2 separate regions of the Mus musculus genome follow, and region 1 is linked to region 2. The links are chromatin contacts, called in public Hi-C maps. All regions are on one chromosome and are shown on one strand. Each heading gives the region's core, a stretch centred on a gene start, on an enhancer-like site or on the middle of the called end of the contact. The rest is flanking DNA. Distances are from core to core; before and after follow the strand shown. Region 1 overlaps Emb (embigin). Region 2 holds the start of Emb (embigin).

Evidence for each region. Hi-C and Micro-C count contacts between places; a contact is called where the count stands out from the background.
Region 1: a contact with region 2 is called in a Hi-C map of the N1E-115 cell line, with 1.9 times the contacts expected there. The contact joins the enhancer-like site here to the promoter of Emb in region 2. A contact is called at or near these places in 3 of 39 promoter capture datasets (the C10 cell line, liver and neutrophils), 1 of 15 datasets of contacts at CTCF or cohesin (CD8 T cells), 3 of 484 Hi-C or Micro-C datasets (the N1E-115 cell line, bone marrow-derived macrophages and nephron progenitors), 12 of 115 datasets of contacts at active chromatin or transcription factors (CD8 T cells, the HPC-7 cell line, bone marrow-derived macrophages and 5 more) and 3 of 9 other capture datasets (adipose tissue, liver and pancreatic islet).

What each region holds. Positions count from the first base shown.
Region 1 is chr13:117,266,228-117,270,049 of GRCm38.p6, reverse strand. Emb (embigin) reads right to left here. Exons shown (of 9, transcript NM_010330.4): 6 at 2,451-2,730; 7 at 1,087-1,120. Among named protein-coding and RNA genes, the nearest start is that of Emb, 48 kb to the right of the region's middle. Within about 2 kb of position 2,204, at least 3 of the 459 cell types and tissues checked have an H3K27ac peak or open chromatin away from gene starts, as enhancers often do. A contact at or near this core is called in the N1E-115 cell line, where this site is marked.
Region 2 is chr13:117,218,961-117,223,197 of GRCm38.p6, reverse strand. Emb (embigin) reads right to left here and starts at 2,625. Exons shown (of 9, transcript NM_010330.4): 1 at 2,241-2,625. The coding sequence starts at 2,349.

The DNA.
Region 1 (3,822 bases), core at 955-3,454, 47 kb before region 2:
TTCAGTGCGGCAGAACCTGAACACCAAGAACACTCAGATGCCTGGCCCCAACCTTAGTGGCTCTGATCTGGGGGATCTGATTGGGCCTGTGCATTGGGATTCCATTGGCCTGAGCATTGTACTCCTTTTTCCCTTCTGTTTTTCTTTGTATGGATACATTGTAATATTTTTCCATTCTATTTTTCTTTGTATGGATACATTGTAATGTTTTTCCATTCTATTTTTCTTCCTATGGATACACTGTAATCTTTTTCCCTTCTATTTTTCTTTGTATGGATACATTGTAATATTTTTCCATTCTATTTTTCTTTGTATGGATACATTGTAATGTTTTTCCATTCTATTTTTCTTCCTGTGGATACACTGTAATCTTTTTTCCCTTCTAGTTTTCTTACAATGGATACATTGTACTCTTTTTCCCTTCTATTTTTCTTTGTATGAATACACTGCAATCTTTTCCCCTTCTATTTTTCTTCATACACTGGATACACTGTACTCATTTTTTCCTCTTCTATTTTTCTTCCTGTGGATGCTTTGCCTGCATACATGTGTGTCCCACTGGTAAGCTCATGCCTCCAGAAGGCAAAGGGAAGATCAAATCCTCTGGACCTGTTCTTATAAACCGTTGTGGGTTGCTATGTGGGTGCTAGGAATTAAACGCATGTCATCTGCAAGGGCATCAAATGCTCTTAACCACTCTGCCATTTCTCTAGCCTCAAGAATATTATAGTCTTAAGAATGTTTTCATCAGTGATCAAGGTAAAGAATCACTTAAAAATTAATACTCATTTCTGGTTATTGTGTACAAAAGTCTGTCCTAACCATTTATACTTATAACTTAATTCAACGAAGGTACATAGAGTAGTAGCGTTATGAAAATGTTTGTATAAACAAAACAAGAAGTACAGACCAGTAAGTGATGGAGGGGTAGACTGTATACCAAACTTCAGCATCACACAGATATATATAGGAAACTGCATGCACATCAGCATCTTTTGTCTTCTTGTTTCTAACTACAAACATTTTACTTAATTTCATATTAATCTGATTTTGTATAGGTGAAAAAAATTAAAAAATAATACTTACAGCTGTTCAATTTGTTCAAATTCTTTCCCAGCATCTGTATGACAACAAACAGGAAAGACATGGCAGTTAAGGACATGGTGCTACTTTTACACCTCAGTTGGACCTGCCTCTAACAACACTATTCACTGGAAGGGGCAGACCTGCCGCCTTCAGTAGCTATGCCTCCCTCTGCTCCCTCTCAACACGATGCCAGACTTTACCTGGATCTCTAATCAAGAGCTGTTTGGCAACGTGAGGCTTTTTTTTTTTTCAAACCTGTGATGCCACTGAAGTCCGTTTAGTTTACTGTTAAAGAATTATTTATTTATTTATTTTATGTATATGTGATACTGTAGCTATCTTCAGATACGTTAGTAGATCCATTACAGATGGTTGTGAGCCACCATGTTGTTGTTGGGAATTGAACTCTGGACCTATGGAAGAGCAGTCAGTGCTCTTAATCGCTGAGACATATCTCCAGCCTGCCACTGTTTTTTTTTTTTTAACAGTATAAAAATCAGAAAATAAATACAGAATAAACGACAATTTTATCAAGGATATCGCATCCCAACAGATATGGGTTGTAAACAACACTAATGCAGCTTTGACTTTTATAAGAATCTCGAAGAGTTGATAAAACAGTTTTGAAATGGAGATAGATATAGCTTAGTCATAAAGCACTTGGCGCAGAATAGCAAGGCCGGAAGATCAATTCCCAGAACGCACATAAAAAGCCAGGAGTGGTAATGCACATTTGTAATGAATGCCAGGGCGGGGACAGGGAAACGAGAAGAGACCTAGAGCTGAGTGGCTCACCACTCCAGCCTAATGGGTGACTATCAGTACAGTGAAAGACCATATGTCAAAATGAAGTAGACAGCGTTCCTAAGGAAGATACTCAAGTCTGTGTTGTGACCTCTAAATATACATGTGCACGAGCCCCGACGTGCGCGTGTGCGCGCACACTCACTCTTTAATACCATTTATATTAATCAATCATGGTTTTTTGGCTTGCACATGTGAATGCCGGTGTGCAGGAGCAGTGCCTGGGTATGACGGTCACAGCCTGACCTCAGGTGTCTGTTCGGCCTTGATGTCCACCCTGACGGGATCTTCTTGCTCTTTTCTACTGTGGATGTCGGGCTGATTAGCCTAAGCTTCTAGACATCTCCTACCTTTACCTCCCTCCTTTACTGAGATCACAGAGGCTTGCAGCATACGCTCTGCAGACTTCAACTCAAATTTCTACACTTATTTAATCACTGCTTTTACCCAGCCAGCCTTCCAGCCCTTCCCCAGAGCTTTTAAGTGACTACACTGAGCAAAGCCATATTACGCATCATAGTTAAGTGATAACAAAATAGAAAAAAAGTAAGAAATCTCACCTGGGTCATTCTTTTTCTTGTGTGTGTACACTTCACAAAGCAGAATGATGGCCACCAAGAGGATGACTTCGGCAAGTATGGCCAGAAATGGCTTGAGGGGCACCAGGAAGCTCAGCACAACCAGCTCATTCTGCTCCTCACTCTCCCCTAACTGGAAGGTGGCACGACACCAGTAGGATCCTCCATCTTCCTCCAAAAGATGCTTAATCTTGAGCCTTGTTTCATTGGCATGGGAACCATTGATGATATACTTTTCATTCGAGTGAGCGTCAATGGGAACCTAAGGCAAGGAGGAGACATTAAAACCCTTACATAATGCAAAGAGATGCGCGTCCCATGTGATCTAATTCTGAGCAAGGCTGAAAGAGCCAAGAAAACCATTTACCAGAAAGGGGCATATTAAAATTTATGAGGCATTATATAAAACAGACCTTTAAAGTCCTAGCAGGGTTCTGGTTTTCCAGCAGCAAGCAAGAATAAAAAGATTTTTCAGCTGTGAGGATGTAGCCCTGAATGTCTAAACCTACAGGTAGCCGTCTAGGTCGTCATTAGCAACTATTAGGTGAGAATTCAAGGCAGAAAATCGTGCCCAGTCGTCTTGGGTTTTCATTCTCATGTATGACTATCTGTCCACAAAGACAGACACAAAACCATACGCCTCTAGTCATTTCTCTGAAGATATAACAGTAACCTGACAACACTAGTTCCCTACATGAATGGTCAGCAGCAGCTCCAGTGAGCAGCGCACTGTGATGTCGTAGATCCCAATTCCTCCTTTTCGTGTCCCAGTTTCTTTTTCTCCCAGGCTGACTGGCTTCTGAGATCTCTTGGGCTTTCCTCACACTCATACCTAGAAGCTGTGATGCTTAATCTATTTAAATTAAATTTAATTCGCAGGACTTTTGATGCCTTCGCTACTCTCTTACTTGCCCGAGATGTTCAATTAAGCGCTAATCTGTATACAAATGTTCTCAGAGGTTATCCAATGGAAGAATTCTCTGCAAATGTATTTAGGAAGAGGGAAAAAAAAGACCGTTGCCCATCTCTAGGTAGACAGGCAGCATGGCCTATAATATTCATGACAAAAACTACCATATGAATCAGAGACAATAAATCCAAGGGCTGAAGTTTAAGAAAGTTCAGAGCTAATTCTGACAATAATGATGACTTTTATCTTGAAATGGTCTTGACCCAAAATGTTGACCTGTGACCCCTTCGCTGACCCTGTCTCACAGCCGATTATGACCAGGCTCAATGCCAAGTCTAAAGGATGATTCATACAGAAAAGCACAAGGATGCAGAGAAGAGCATTCTATGACATTAATGTAAGTTGACTTAGGCTCCAGTTTGTCTGCTATCACATCTGCATGGA
Region 2 (4,237 bases), core at 1,376-3,875:
CCAGCAACCACGTGGTGACTCACAACCATCTGTAATGAGATCTGATGCCCTCTTCTGGTGTGTCTTTAGACAACTACAGTGTACTCATATAAATAAAATAAATAAATCTTTTAAAAAAAGAAAGAAAGGAAATCAGGGAAAATAAAGTCTAATCCATCAGGCTACACACTGCACAGTGCAGTGCCTCTGACACTGTATTAGTACAGTAACTTACATTATTGATATTGGCCCCCAAAAATCTTCTTTTAGCAGAACACCTATTTCTAAATAGTCCAAAGTATAAAGACATAAGCACTCAATAAACCTTGCTGTATTGCTTTAGTAAAGACAATGTTGAATCTCATTCAAGTTAATACTGAATCTAGGAAGAGTTGTAGAGGCCTCACCACTTTATTTATCCTTTCATCTATCCATCTAGCTATTTGTTTTTATGTATATGAGTGTTTTCCCTACATCTATGCCCATGCCCAAGGAGGCTAGAAGAGGACGGATCCCCTGGGACTGCAGTTACAGATGGTTGGAAGCTGCCAAATGGATGCTGGGAATTCAGATACCAAGGCATTCAAATTTTGTAACTTTCGTCTGAGCTGAGTCTTCCAAGGAAGTCCCACGTTCCCCTGACTTTCAGCACGTTTATTTACAGCTTCATCTGCTTCCAAGTTTCTTCTCTATAGAAGCCAGGGGGGTACATTAACTTCAACCTGACGTCAGCAACAATACACCCTTGGGTCCTCTCGTGATTTTTGCCTGCTTTGACTCACACTGAGAATTTTTCCAAACTGCTAATGTCCAGGCTGACTTCTATGCTAAAAGAATCAGTTGTTTCTAGGGCAAGACCTGGAGATCGGTCTTTTTAAAGCTCTTGGGGAAAAAGTTCCCACCACTGCCAAGTGGAGAAGGCAAACTTCTAGAACTAACCCAAGAGACACTGAATCTCAAAACAATAGTGTAGGCTGGATTTGTAGTTCCAAGGTGGAGGTGCTTCTGTCCACGCAGGCCCACGCTCACGGAAAGGAGGAAGACAACAGCAGAGGGAAGTGCAGAGGGAAGAAAGAAGGAAGGGGGAAGGAGGAAGAAAGGAAGAGAGGGGGAGGGAAGGAGCTGGGAGCGGAAAGGGGAAGCGGGGAGGCAAAAGAAGCGAGTTAGAAAAAGAGGCTATATTTTTCAGAAGCATATGATAAATGATGCATGGAAGAGGACCGAAGAACCAGGTTCGCCTGGTAAGGTCATGTCCTAAACTATTATGATGGAAAACATGTGGAACAAGAAAATCTAGGGACTAGAAGAATCCAAGTTAACAGTGTGTGTGTGTGTCCTTTTGACCATTTTCTTTTATACTATGTTTAACCAATCTACATGCTATAACCTCATGGAAATAATTTATAATAGCGCAAAACCTTGTGTGGAATAATGTCTGGATTTAGTTCCCAGTAAAGCCAGTCTTTCAACTGCTTAAGAAAGTTAGTGGTGACTTAAATGGGAGCTAACCTGCCACAGACACAGGAACTTGCACTGAAAAGCATTGGATCGCTTGCAACACATAAAGTATAAAAAGGTGAGTTAAGGTGGCAAAATAGATCTTGACCCGGTAATGTTTTTCACGGAAATCCTTCTGTCCGCATGCCGTAAACACGCAACCCAACACCCTTGAAAAATGTTTTGTTTTTATAAAGATTGTTATGAAAAGACAACACACACGTCTAATTTTCTTATCTGGGCTTGTTTGAGTTGGCTGGCTATCGCGATTTTTACCCTCTGCTCTAAAAATCATACTCAATTTCAACACCTGCCAGGAGGAAAGGTGATACGAGAGCCTCGCTGTGGCTCTAATGAAGGGAGCCGGCCTCGCGGAATGTGGACTCATAATCATGCCACACTAGCAGAAGCCCCCAGTCTCCCCCGCACAAACCCACGCACTCTATTTGCCCACTTCCTAGGAAAAATCCGACCCTGTCTCACTACCAGCTCCCAGGATCAAACTGAGCTTTACTGGGACGGGATCATCCCTATACCCGGCGGATGCGGAGCCACCCGGGCTCCCACGTTTCCTCCTTGGGTAACCCGCGCCCAGCCAATGAAAGGCCACCCCCCTCTCCGCTCCGTAGCCGCCTGCGCCTGCATCCCCGCGGCCCCTGCGCGAGCGGCAAGGGATGTCGTCGGGCTGGAGGGTCGCCGCCACTGAGCCTCTTCCGGTGAACCCAGAGCCCTCCCCGCGCCAGCCCCCCGAACCCCCCAGGTACCTGTGGGATCGCCCTCAGCCGGATCAGGGCGCGTCGCCGCCAGAAGACATAGAAGGAGGAGCGGGTAACCAGGCGCCACAAGCGCCCTCAGGCCAGTGTGCGAGCGCATGGCGCGGGCGGGTCTGTCCAGGAGGTCGCTAAGGCACCCTCAGCTCGCTGCGATCCGTCTCCGTTGGTCCCTGTGTACACTTGCTGGTAACTGGGCGCCCACTGCCAGTCCTGGGGACAGGACACTCGAGAATAAACCGAGTGGGAGGGGCCCGGCCGCCCTGGCCTCCACCCCCGAGACGCTCCCAGCGCAATTGCGCCGGCCTTCCATCAATTATGCAGCCCGCAGCCCGCTACCGGCGCGCCCGGATGTGCTGTGCAACCTCGGCGCCGAATCCTCTCCCGCCCCCACCCTCTGGCTAACACAGGTTGGGGAGGGACCTAGCTCCTGGAGCCAGCCAGGTGTGTGTACCCCATCACCTCCCGGAGGGGTTGCAACTCCCCACAGAGTGTTCTTTCCATCCGTTGGATGGGTTCACACATTTACTTTGATGTGACAGGTGAAAAGGACCGGATAGTTCTGCTCCTATACATCTTTGGATGTGCAAAGGTTTCTTCTTACCAGACCGAGGGCGCTATTCAGTGCCCCCAAGCCCGGTACTTAAATTAATGTTTCTCAGAGCTTTCTATTAGTCGTGCATACCCTCCCCCTCTGAAGGTTTGGCCAGTTCCCTCCGGATTAAGATTTCAGAGTCCCTAGGCCCCACAGTGTGTTTCCCTTTGTTTGCTTGCGGCAACAGCTCTCCTGGCGCCAAAGAGCTCACCAAACAAAAACTAAGTTAAGGGGATTCTGTGTAAATGGCAGAAGGCCATTCATCTTTGTCAAACATTGTGGAATACAATGTTATCTCTTACCCACGCGGGGCCGGAGGTTGAAGTTTCTTACTCTCCTATCAAATAAATTGAGATAGTTCAAAACAATTGTTTTCCTATTCAGCGGGAAAGGCGTCTAGGTTAAAACTAGTGAGCCTTAAATCCGGGGCACTCAGCAAGCCCTACTTAGTAGCCCTTTGTCCCTTAGGAACCTCCACTCAGGTAAAACTGAAGGAAGGAATTAAAGAATGATGTGGTATGAAGCAGAGCTGGAGTTAATTAAAAAGAGGGTTTTCTCAGAGTAGATTTAAATATGAGGGCTAATAACAATAAGACACATCCAAGACCAGGTGCATGGGTTTCAGAGCTGTGTTTTAACAGTAACCATAAAGACCATTTTGGTGGCTCCCAAGTTACAACTCAAAGGGGCTGCTAAGAGCCCCTCCCCCCATCCCTCCTTTTTGTAGGGTGGCTACAGGGGCGCCTTTCGTGGAGTTACAGTCTGATAAGATCAAAACATGGACTGCAAGCGTTCTACCGGATAGTTAAGACATTTCCTTTTGTTGTAAATGGGGTTGCAGGTGAGATTCCTGGAAAACTGTGGGCTTATACATGGAGAAGAAGAAAAGTCATGTCATTTACGCTGAGGGCATTAAACGCGACCCGTAGCAATTTTTACCTTTTTGTTTGAGGTCTCTATGAAGATAATAGTGTCTCTGTGTAACACAGCAAATACTAGTTGTGATGGAATGCTTGCCTGAGGTGGGGGCAGGTCTATTATTATTATTATTATTATTATTATTATTATTATTATTATTATATATGAGTACATTGTAGCTGTCTTCAGACCACCAGAAGAGGGCATCAGATCTCATTACAGATGATTGTGAGCCACCATGTGGTTGCTGGGATTTGAACTCAGAACCTCTGGAAGAACAGTCAGTGCTCTTAACCTCTGAGCCATCTCTCCAGGGGACAGGTCTTTTCTGGAGTTTTTTGTTTGGTGTGTCTTAGACATAATTTGGCTGTGTTGCTGAGGCTAGCCCCCAGGCCCTGGAGTCATGCAGTTCCTCTATCTCAGCCTCCACGAATGCATGCCACAGCATGCCAATACATTGTGTGCGGGTGGGGGTGGG